Regions from separate parts of the Gossypium hirsutum genome. Here regions 1 and 2 are each linked to region 3. Evidence: chromatin contacts called from public Hi-C data. All regions are on one chromosome and are shown on one strand. Each heading gives the region's core, a stretch centred on a gene start, on an enhancer-like site or on the middle of the called end of the contact. The rest is flanking DNA. Distances are from core to core; before and after follow the strand shown.

Evidence for each region. A called contact is a pair of places that touch in the nucleus more often than the background predicts.
Region 1: a contact with region 3 is called in a Hi-C map of hypocotyl, with 3 times the contacts expected there. The contact joins the enhancer-like site here to the promoter of LOC107901882 in region 3. A contact is called at or near these places in 2 of 34 Hi-C or Micro-C datasets (hypocotyl and leaf).
Region 2: a Hi-C map of hypocotyl shows a contact between it and region 3, with 3 times the contacts expected there. The contact joins the promoter of LOC107901884 here to the promoter of LOC107901882 in region 3. A contact is called at or near these places in 12 of 34 Hi-C or Micro-C datasets (anther, callus, hypocotyl and 3 more).

The regions. Positions count from the first base shown.
Region 1 is chrD06:52,523,894-52,527,895 of Gossypium_hirsutum_v2.1, forward strand. No RefSeq gene overlaps it. Among protein-coding and RNA genes, the nearest start is that of LOC107901876, 8.9 kb to the left of the region's middle. Within about 2 kb of position 2,213, at least 9 of the 9 cell types and tissues checked have an H3K27ac peak or open chromatin away from gene starts, as enhancers often do. A contact at or near this core is called in hypocotyl and leaf, where this site is marked.
Region 2 is chrD06:52,099,430-52,103,849 of Gossypium_hirsutum_v2.1, forward strand. LOC107901884 (cullin-4) reads left to right here and starts at 1,500. Exons shown (of 17, transcript XM_016828050.2): 1 at 1,500-2,066; 2 at 3,174-3,289; 3 at 3,388-3,734. The coding sequence starts at 1,832.
Region 3 is chrD06:52,324,780-52,328,748 of Gossypium_hirsutum_v2.1, forward strand. LOC107901882 (pyruvate dehydrogenase E1 component subunit beta-3, chloroplastic) reads right to left here and starts at 2,328. Exons shown (of 4, transcript XM_016828048.2): 1 at 2,047-2,328; 2 at 1,858-1,964; 3 at 1,701-1,744; 4 at 1-995. The coding sequence starts at 2,155. The coding sequence ends at 23. LOC107901881 (a long non-coding RNA gene) reads right to left here. Exons shown (of 2, transcript XR_001685483.2): 2 at 3,204-3,656.

The DNA.
Region 1 (4,002 bases), core at 963-3,462, 200 kb after region 3:
GAATCCTTAATGAGTCTATTTTTATAAGAAACAAACTAAAACATCATCCAAATTCTTTAAAATGAGATAATTAATTTTTAGTGAAGAGTGGTCGGAACTGTCAGACAGCGAAACAGGGGAAACTTTAAAGAATAAACTGTACTATTTGGCTAAACCAAAAATTCTGAAAATTTTATGATATGAAGATATGTGAGTCTAGTTTCAGGAAAAATTAACGGATCTTAATTTGGAGCTCTGTAGATCCGGATAAAAATAATTTAGTGACTCTGACTCGGATAAACAGTTTTGAATATACATGTGAGTGAATAGTGAAATTATAGCTAATGTTGTTTAAGTGTGTTATACACATTAAGGATGTGGAATGGAGAGGAGGAGGAGGAGGAAAATTGGGAAATATATGAATGATTGGTGTATAATTGGTCATATGCTTGATTTTAATTGATAAACGATGAAATATGAATTATACTTATATTTGTGCATTATTGGTCATGGTTTAAACTCATGTGTGAAAATAAAGTTTCATAGTATGTGTGTATGGTATATTCAGTATATGATGTGGCATGAAATAATGTCATGAATGGTTTATGAATTAATACATGTTGGTAAGCCTGATATATGAATAAATGATCAAATTGAGCGGAATGCCGAATTTGAATACTTCTGATCAAGTGATAAAGTGATAAGTGGTAGCATTAGCTACACTTATCTGATCAAGTGAAAAAGTGATAAGTGCTACACTTATTTGATCAAGAGACAAAGTGATAAGTGGTAGCTTTAGCTACACTTATCTGATCAAGTGAAAAAGTGATAAGTGCTATACTTATCTGATCAAGTGACAAAGTGATAAGTGTTAGCCTTAGCTACACTTATCTGATCAAGTGAGAAAGTGATAAGTGGTAGCCTTAGCTACTCTTATCTGATCAAGTGACAAAGTGATAAGTGGTAGCCAGCTACACTTATCTGATCAGGGACAAGTGATAAGTGATCATATGTAAGACCATAGTTATACTATGGCAAAGTGAAAGTGAAGTACTCAAATTTCCGTAACCGTTCCCTAATTTGATTAAGGATGGTAAGTGACAAATGGGCCCAAAAGAATTAAAGTAAATGGATAAGTGGTAGTGTATTTATATCAGGACCATGTTGTTGTTCAAGCTAAAATGATATTTTCGTTGCAAAATTGAGAATTTCATAAATGTGTTATTGAATGGTATAATCAATAAACATTGAGTTAAATGGTAAATACGTATTAGTGTTGAACTTGATGTCATTGAATTGTACGTGAATTAAATGAAAATTGCTAGTGATATGATCTAAATCGTGAGCATGAGAAATTGCGAATTGAGGGAAATGGAAATGAAGCATTGAATTGCATGAGTATGTATCGGGTCTCGTAAGCCCTAATTATTATGATTATAACATTTTGAGGATATACTGTGAAAAGTTATAGAAGCATGTTAATTATTTTAAAAGTTTTAATTTAAATGAAATTTTATAACTCGGTTAAATACGTTTACAAGTGCATGTGTTTTGGTAATGCCTCGTACCCTATTCCGGTATTGAATACGGGTAAGGGGTGTTACATGGATGGGATATAACAATTAATAATTTATAAATAATGATTTAGTTTTACAAGTCTATCCGAACCAAATTGAAACAGGGTTTGTGCAAGATTTTTTGTTTTTTTAAATATCACTACACCTTGTGATCTAATTTAGAAATTTTCTTTTACAAAATTAAGGTAAAAATTACAAAAATAAATATTCTGATTTTATAATATAATTGGATTAAAAAATATCACTACACATGTATGAATTTTATCTCAATTCTTATCGCAAATAAATTCTATTTGAAGTTGAGAGGTCTCTCTATTATAAAAATTTAATCAAATTAGTCCCTCTACTATTAAATGGAGCAAATTAGAATATAGTTAATGTTATTCACTGGTTCACATAATTAATATTTTTTAAATTTTTTATAATTCAATAAATAAATATTTTATTTGAACATTATTTATAGAATAAATATAAAAGATGATGTGATAATGAATATAAATATATACAGCATTTATTTCCCAAAAGTTTGTTTCTAGAATGCAGCCAATAACAGATTTTAAGCAGAAGTCAACTATTCACACACGAGTGGATCTAGAACATCTTCTTTGACCAACCATATTCTTATATTGCTGGTGAGATCCTATTTTTATTGGCAAACTAAAACAATGTCAGAATACGTGGGTTAACCTATATCATTCAATCCTCTTGTCTACTTTGGACTTCCCAACCAACTTCCAATCTTCTTCCTTCATCTTTCCTTAATTTACGCGCTCCAAGTCTATATAAATCCTCCTTCCATCCCCTTAACTTCCCAATCTTGATCAAGCTTTCCTCAGTTTTAAAGATGACGAAAGAGGTGGTATACATGCAAAACTGGGGTGCAGTGGCACCATCCCCTCTCATTAATCCCAGAAAATCTTCCACATATCCAAGGCTAGAGACCATTCATGAAGAAGGGTGTGAAAATCATTCAGTTTTTTCAAAGAAATTCTTGCTGGTTCTCCCCCTTGTCTTGTCTACGGGTGTCTATTTCTTGGTAAACAAGGATTTGACTCTATGTGCATGAGCCCTTCCAATGCTTTTTTTTGCTTCAAAGGGATCTGGGAAAACTGTGGCTTTCTCCCCCCCCCCCTTTCTTTGCTTGAGAGATGAGAAGCCTGGAAAATGGAGAATCTCAATAAATTCAATGCCAGGGAGAGAAGAATGTTCAATAAGTTTATAGCAGTGTAATGAGTGAGAATATGAGATAGATGGTGGGCAAATCTGCTTTGATGTTCATAATTTGTAAATCCTGTTTTATCATCATATCGATCCAACGTTTCCCAGTCTCTGGTTTTTGAAAGTTTCTGATTGCAATAGTTTTGAACATTGACTAAAATTTTCCTGCTTTAGAAAGGCCTGCAACCACCAGCTAACAAATCAACAATCTAATTCACTGCTTGCTAACTCTGGTTAATAATATAATAACTAGTGATTCTAGCCTTTAGGGTACACAAATGAACCCAGTTCTTTGCATAATGAAAATATTTCCTGCTTATTGTATGGAAAGTTGGCCAAAATTATAATTTACTCCAAAAACAGAGCATCTCGACTTGGGAAGTAATGGCTAAAGAATCCCCTGGTTATCACCATTGATTTGTGTGTTTTTATTTGAATTTATTTCTTAATTTCAATTTGGAAAGTGGCTTACGCATTCGCTGACATGATCCAATTGCCAGCTTGAGATCATGGTATGAGTTGGGCTCTATCTAGAGACCTTGCTTGGTGGCCTTGGACCTCACATCATTCCCATTTCTCCTTTTTAATAACCAAATTAGAAATTCCAAATCTCTTTTTTTTATTTTTATTGTCAATGCGCACATGGCGACACCAAAATCATTAACTTTAGAGTGGAATTCCTTAGTCTTGTGACGTACGAAATATACCCAATTCCATCCTTACAATATGCTGGACATGCAATTGCATTCATTGTACTTCTTTTTCTTTTTGCTCCCTCTGTTGGTAGCAGGGGATCTGCTTTTCGATTGAATATGTCCATTTATCTATAACGTACGATGTGTTTTGACAGTTTAATTACGTTTTCATCCCCCAACACATGCAATTTCCTTTCTCTAGTTAATTACTTAAAAAATATTTAAAATTTATTTTTCATATATTAAAATATTAACAATAAATTATTTTCTATTTTCTTATTGATTTGAAGATTACTTGAATGTTTATTTGTTGCTTTATAACACCATCTCTAAAATGGAGATTTTATTTCTCAAAAGTACTTTTTTACAACAGTAATAAACACTTAAATTTTAAACAAACTTTTTTAAAAGTATTTTTGAAAATCACTTTTTTAAACACTCTTTAAAAACTCTATTCAGAAACAATGTTTAACTAGCCCTTAATGTACAATATCTCGTTTGGTATAATGAGTAATTCAGTTGAAAAAAAAAAC
Region 2 (4,420 bases), core at 250-2,749, 230 kb before region 3:
TGAGGGGGAAGACCTCTATTTATGGTTGAGCTCCTCCAAGTCCAACGGTATCATTTAAATTACATCAACAACCAAGATTAATGCTTATCTACAAGATGAAAGTGTTCAGAGATTTAAACACTATACAATCTTACCCCTTAGGATTACAAATTGGGGGCCAACCTTTTAAGGGTTACTCATATAATGACCAAACCTTTCAAAATGCTCATATAAGGGTCTAACCTTTACAAAAATACTCAATTGAAAGCCAAACCTTTCAAAGTGCTCAAATAAGGGCCAAAAGTTTTTGAAAGTGCTCAAATAAAAGCCAAACTTTTTTGAAAGTACTCAAATAAGGGCTTCTCATATTTCGTATATCAGATCTCAAATTATGTTTTTATTTTTTTATTTTCAAGCAATATTTGATTCAACTATCATGTATTTTATTCTAAATACATTATAATTCACCTAATTCTTACTCAAATTGGACTGAAGTGCATGAAAAATCCTTATTTTAACATTTTTATAAATGTTAGACTTTTATATGAGCATTTCGAAAGGTTTGACCTTTACGTGAGCAACCTCTAAAAGGTTGAAACCTAATTTGAGCATTTAACCTTTATAATTATCACAATTTTTTTTTTCTATATTTCATGCTTAGAGTTCTATTCAAGTAGTAACTCTATTTTAAAATTAGTACAATTTTTAATTAATAATTGTAATTTAAATTGTAATTATTTTTAAATATGTAATTATCATAATTTCTATTAAATTATAATTGTTTTTAAATGTGAATTTAGTAATATGGTGGAAAATAAAGGCTATTACTGTTAGTTTAAAAGTTTTTCTAAACTCGTGCCTTTATATATATTATAATTATAGATATAGATTTGTGCCATAATATAATGAGAAAATATATTTTGATACTTGAACTTGGCTTTATGGTTCAATTTGGTACCTAAACATTTTTTTTGTCCAATTAGATGTTTGAACTTGGCTTTAATGTCCAATTTGGTACTTAAAGTTTTTCTTTTATATAATTAGATACCTAAACTTGAGTTTTTGGTTCAAATTGGTACTTAAATATGACTTTTTGATCCAAATCAGTAGTTACGGTAAATGACTTATTTGAGTCAATTTAAACAATGAAGCCAAATTTAGGTGGTAATTTGAACTAGAAAGCCAAGTTTAGATGCTTAATTGCATTAGAAAAAAACTTTAAGTACCAAATTAAATCTTAAGACCAAATTTAGGTATCTAATTGGATAAAAAAAGTTTAGATTCTTTAAGTACAATTAACAAAATATATTTTTACCTAATATAATTTTATTTAAACTAATCAAAACCATTAAGCTGGAAAAAGAATTGCAGGTTGTACTTAGTAGGTGTTAATTGGAAGAGACAGCCACAATAAATCCCGAATATTTAGAATTAAAAAAAAAAAGGAACAATATTAAGCCTGCACCACCAAACCATCAAAACTTAAAAAAAAAAAAAAGAAGAAAAAGCAGACCTGTTTCTTTCGCTTAAAAGAAAAATAAATAAAACCTACAAAAGAAAAAAAGAAAAAGAAAACCATTTTTTATTATAATCTTTCTCTCTCTTTCTCTCTCACTCACAAATTTTTATCTTTTGCTGCTTTGCTGTGCTGCCTTCTCAAATCTTCCTTCTTTTTCCTGTGTGTATAAGGCATTATTAAGGCAACATTATCCCAAATCAAAAGGAAGCGAAGGAGCTGAAGATTTTACAATGCTCTGTTGATCACTTTCATGTCTCTCCCCCCACCAAACGCTCTATAACCAACGTCACTGCTTCTTCTTCTTCTTCTTCCTCGCCTCATTTCCAACCTCCAATGAAGAAAGCCAAGTCCCAAGCCGTTGCTTGCTCCCTCGACCCAAACAGAAACGGCCTCCATCACCACCATAACAACCAAGACGATAACAACGTCCTTTTTGACCCTTCATCTATGCCCCTCCACGATGATTCCAAGTCCGCCGATGCTCGTACTCCCGCCGCCGCTAATTTGTCTCGCAAAAAGGCTACCCCTCCTCAACCTGCCAAAAAGCTTGTCATCAAACTCCTTAAAGGTTGGGTTCTTTTTTCTTGATTTCTCTCTTCTTTTTTTCTTTTTTGTGAAATTTATTTTCTGGGTCATTTGTAAAGTTGCCCTATTTAGTTGATTTGAGAGTTTGGTCTTAGAATTTTAGTGACTTTGTTTGTTGGGTCGCTTTTGGAATGAAAAATTAGGGATTATAGGAGGTGAATTTAGAAATTAGGACCTTGCTACGGGTTAAATCATTTTATTGTTTTTTGTCTTACTGAGATCTATTCGTAGGCTAGTGCTTTCAATCCTATCCTAGCTTCTACCTAATGTTTCATAGAGGTCTATTAGCTGATCATCAGAACTGTTCATTTTTTCCAGTGTAATGCGGTCACGATTTCAACCATTTGCTAAGATTTTACCCTTTATTTATTATAATTTGAAATTGACATCGATTTTTGGGAGGCAAGATTATTCATGTTAAACTAGGTCAGGGTCCTGCTTGATTTGTTAGTTTAAAGGGTTTTGTTAAATGAGTGCCTTTAGGATAGTTTCATCATTTTCAGTGCTTTTGATGAAATATGTTACTATATATATTAACCTCAAAGAGTGCCATCAGGTCACTGGTTAGCAAAATCCTTGTTACATTTTATGTTTTTTTACCTTTGAGATGCGGGACTACTACTTATGTAGCTCTACTTGAAAGCTTTGAGCGATCTTTACTTCCTTTTTGGATGGTTTTTCAGTTTGGCCTTCTCTGTTAATTTATCAAGGGAACATGTTGGGTGAATGTGGTTTGGAGCTATCCTCTGAAACCCCTGAGCTTTTTGAAAAGTTCATTACTGTCCCCTTTTAGACTATTTTCTGTAAGCATCTATGATGCATACTTGCATAAGTATAACCAGTTCTTCCTAAACAACTGAAAATGGATTTTATTTAGCTGGTGACTATTATTAGTAAGTTTATTTGAGAGGAAGTGTAATGAGGATTGAAGTTTGTTTTATATTTTCAAATCAAATTACATCCGATTCTATGTGGTTTATGTGTACTAATTGTAGGAAACTAGAAGGGCATTGCTTACAAGAAAGCTATTTAGGACCATATTCAGGAAGGTTTCTGATACAACTTTAACTTCTTGTCTTGGTTTTTTCAGCAAAACCAACATTGCCTACAAATTTTGAGGTGGAGACATGGGCAAAGCTGAAGTCAGCCATTACTGCCATATTTTTGAAGCGACCAGATTCTTGTGACTTAGAGAAGCTTTACCAGGCAAGTCTCACATATTCTTCTTTTCTCTATTTTGATTATTATAGCCATTTGCAATGTTAGCAATATTGCCTCTTGATAATTGAACATGCTCTCTTCAGGCTGTCAATGATCTGTGCCTGCACAAGATGGGGGGAAGCCTTTATCAACGCATTGAAAAAGAGTGTGAAGAACATATATCTACAGCACTAAGATCTTTGGTTGGGCAAAGCCCAGATTTGGTTGTTTTCTTATCTCTTGTTGAGAAATGTTGGCAAGATCTTTGTGATCAAATGTTAATGATTCGTAGTATAGCCTTGTATCTAGACAGAACATATGTTAAACAAACCCCGAATGTACGTTCATTGTGGGACATGGGCTTGCAGCTCTTCCGTAAACATCTTTCCATGGCTCCTGAAGTTGAGCACAAAACTGTCACGGGTCTTTTGAGAATGATTGAGGGTGAGAGGTAATTCTAATGAATTTTAATTTAAAATATACAGCTCCTTTATCGTAGTCCCTTTTTTCATGTTCAAAGTCTCAACCTAACCTATGCCAAAGATGCATGATAGTTATAGATGGATGTTGTAACAAATTGGGTATCATTAGGTGTTGCAAAACTTAAGGATGAACCATCCATCTTTTGGTGTCTTGGGTGAAAACGAATATTAATTTGAAAATAAATACCCCATTGGTTGCTATTGTACTGGCAGATGAAAGTGTACTAGATAAACTAATGCTATGTTCAACTTGTTTTAAATGTCTTCAAACCAAATTGATATCAGGCTGTATTTTCTGCACAAGAATTAGTGGTGGTAAAAGTTGAAAAAGTCAACCTGCAACATGTTGAGTATCAGTCAAGTTGAATTAACTCATAAGTTGTTTTAATGTCCTTATTCCCTTCTTTGGTTTACTTCTATGGTTTTACCAGCCTATGCCATAAGATTCTAGTTACCTGGAAAAGGCTAGAAAGAGGTGGTAACATATTTCTATTGTGGAAAAAAGTCTCTTGAAGGGCTGGTTAGAATGTCTGATCAATTGAACTGTAGCTTACTGTCAATCATTTTCTTTGTAGCTCATTTTAATCATCTTTAGATACAATTATTTTGTGAAAAATCCAGAAATTGTTGGGGAATTCATTATCATGTTGCTTTA
Region 3 (3,969 bases), core at 1,078-3,577:
ATCACTATTACTGCTATCACAACTACTGGCAGAGCTGCTCAACCGCCGTCACAATCTGCGCAGGCTGAACTACAGTCCATTCCTCCAATCTTCCAGCATATGGTGTAGGCACATCCTGTGAAGATAAGCAGATGATTGGAGCATCCAAATAATCATGGAAATTCTCAGTGATGGCAGCGGTCAAGCTAGCACCAATACCACCTGTCCGCATGCACTCCTCCACAATGAGAACACGATGTGTCTTCTTAACTGAGTTACCAATGGTGTAAAGATCAAATGGTTTCAATGACCTAATATCAATTACTTCAGGATCATAACCCTTGTTCACCAAAGTTTTTGCTGCCTGCATCACATGATACCTCATCCTTGAATAGGTTAGAATAGTGACATGTTCTCCAGGCCTTACCATCTCAGCTTCCTCAAGATTACAGATATAATCCTCATCTGGGATTCTCTCCTTGAGGTTGTAAAGCAAAACATGCTCAAAAAGTATAACAGGGTTCTCACTTCTGAGAGCAGCCTTCATTAATCCCTTGGCATTGTAAGGGGTTGAACATGCAACCATTTGAATTCCAGGTACTGACTGAAAATAGGACTCAAGGCGTTGAGAATGCTCTGCACCAAGTTGCCGTCCAACACCACCAGGTCCGCGAATAACTATCGGTATGGTAAACTGGCCACCAGACGTATAATGAAGCATACCACAATTGTTTGAGATCTGATTAAAAGCAAGGAGGAGAAATCCCATGTTCATACCCTCAACAACGGGTCTCAAGCCAGTCATAGCAGCTCCGATTCCCATGCCAGTGAAAGAGTTCTCCGCAATAGGGGTGTCAAGAACCCTAAGGTCCCCAAACTTCGTGGCTAGTCCTTTGGTCACTTTGTAGGAACCTCCATAGTGACCCACATCTTCACCCATGACACACACACGGGGATCCCTCTCCATTTCTTCTTCCAATCCCTCTCGTAGAGCTTCAAAAAGTAAAAGCTCATGCCTGGGATACAATATAGATCTAGTTACTTATATCACTCCAACAATTTTCATAAAATAACAAAACAAAAGACATGATTGTGACAAGTATGAATATAAAAAAAAAATTAATGATGAACATAGCTCCATTGCAAAACACGAAACAGACATAGATACATGCAAGCATACACCCAAGAATCAAGTGACACCCATTCAACCTTTGACGCATATGCCTCTGACAATCAGTTGATGACAGTAGACAGACTGCAATGAATCAGTCATTTTAGAAAGACCTACTATAAGCCAACAACAACAGTGATATGGAAAAACAAATTCACTTGTGAAAGACTGTACTGATGTTAGAAAGAGGTTAATGCCTGACTGGTATAAAATGCATGAACATTACCATAATATGAGCAAGACTTGGTTAAGCATGCATCTCAACTAAAGTTGCAGGATTGCAATGAAAAGAGGAAAAAAAAAGTTCGTCAAAACCAAGGCATGAACTGAAAAAAAAGACTAAGTTATAAAATAATACAAAAGAATCAAAATATCAATGCAAGCTTTGGGTTATGTCTTAGGCAGAAAAGTAAGAAAAATTGAGCAATACCATCCTAATACAACAGTAATAATATCAACATCTTTCATATTTAACAAAATTAGAGCAATTAACAACAATGTAACACTAATTCAAAAGTTAATTCTGAACTCTAAAATCGAAAATAATTACCCTGGTTTCGAAGATGACGACGCTGCGGAGCTATCTTCTTTGGTCTAAAAAAATCAAAATACAATTAAATTAGTAACATCATAGGAAATGACACTAGGAATTTTCAAAACGTAGAAAACGAAGAGACAGAGAGAGGGGAATAAAAAGGAAGCATTACCGCAACTGCATTGGCAATAAATTGTTGAGCCCTTCGACCTTTAGGGTTCAAATCCAAGTTCATGGTTCCATCAGATCTGACTACCACAAAGCTCGGCGCTTTCCTCACTGAACCAAAACAGTATTCAAAAACAATTTTTTTTAAAAAAAATCTGAAATGAAAATGAAAAATGAAAAAAGAACAACGAACCGGAGAAGGATCTACGAGGAGAAAAAAGAATATTTTTGGAATCGAAAGAATTGGAGGGTAATGATGATAACGCAGCAGCCGCCCCAACTCCTTGGAAGATGGCAGCCATTGGATTTGCACTTGCAGCGGCGAAAGTAAAAAAGAAAATGAAATTTATTTAAAACAAAATGGAAATAAATTAAACAAGGAAGTGTGAAATTTATACGAGAGGAGTAAACTAGGCGGAGAATTTGAGGGTCTTTTTATTGATATTAATTTTTTTTTTTTAAATGTTGGGCGATTTATTTGGAGTGGAATGCACCCATAAGGCATTGTTTTCATCGAAGACTAGTTCATTTAGGTTTAAGGATAAATTATAAAAATAGTTACTTTTGTTTGCTTCAGATTATATTTTAGTCATTTATGTTTGAAATGTTACGTTTTAGTCACTTATGTTATTATTTTGTTACGAAGTGATCACTCTTCCGTTAAGTTCTGTTATCTTCCTAACGGTAATCCTACGTGGCAGTCCAACTAGATTTTAAGTGCCAACTTGGGATGAGAATAGATTTTTAATTAAATAAATTTAATTAATTAAAAATTTTAAACCTTAAATCTTAGTTAAAAAACCGTTCATCTCCCCCTTTTTTTAGTTTTCTTTTTCAGTTGACTAAGAAAGCTATTATCATCAGAATTTTTTATCACCTACAAAAACAAAAGAGGATTCAATGGAGGGTCCAGGTATGTCTTCTTCTCCGACAAATTTATGTTCTAAGACTTAAAATCAAGTGGTTGTCGACAAATAAAAAGATGGTAATCGTTTTTGTTCCTAATCATTGTATTTTCCAATTCTTCACGTTCTTGAATAATTGGTTTCTCAATCCGATTTTTTTTTATCTGAATCGGCTTGTTTGTTCATAATCCCTTTGTGAGTATCCCTTTTCTGCTACTTAATACTCTTCTTTTAGTTGTTAATATTGATTATTTTAAGTTGAAATTTTGTAGGAACTCATTTTTTCGAGTAATCATACAGTTAACCCTACAAATGAATATACGTATCCTTAGTAAAATTCAAAAATTATGCTCATGCGAAACTCAAGGCTGGCCATGGATCCTAACATTCAAGCTAAACATCTCAGCATGATCTAATTTGCAAGGCCCCATTATACTATCTGCTGTTATATCCAAATAACAAGAATTATGTCCTGTATCTTTTTATTTTTTAGTCTTCAAGCAAAGTCATCAGAATTTTTAAAAAACAAGTTCAAACACAGTTTTTTTAAAAAAACAAATAAAACAAAACCTATTCGTGATTTTGGGAGGTTTTTTTTGGTAGTGGTTGAGGTTCGAATTGTAGTCTCATGTCGAGGTTTGATTGGTATGGCGGTTGCCTCGATTTTTGCAGAATCTTTTGCTATGGCAGGTGTACAAGCCCAAATATGCCCGGGCCCAAGAAAATAAATAGGCCCAAACATGCCCAACCCACTAAACCTGGCCCAAACAAAAAACAAAATAACAGAAACCCTAGGAGCCTATTTGCTTCAGCACTGCCGCAGCTCACCCTCGCACACCGCCGCGAATCTCGCGCCACGAACCTCCCCAACATGCGCCGCTCCATGCGCTAGCAATACCTACAGCAACAAACGCAAAACAAAACAGCAAAAAAAATGGAACAAAAACAACAATATGCCAACGAAAAATAGGAGATTTCTTTGGATTTGGGTTCATTTTTTCCCATTTTCGGCTATTTAAAGCCATTATCGAATCTGTAAAAAGGAGGGGGATTACAGTTTAGATACGAAAAACAGAGAGAAAATAGAGATTTACTTATCGATTTCCGAATACAAAAGGTGGTTTTTTTGGATTTTTTTTATTCCTAGTTTCGTTTTGTTTTCTTTTTTCTCTTTTAGTTTTTTTATTTTATTTTATTTTTCATTTAAAAAA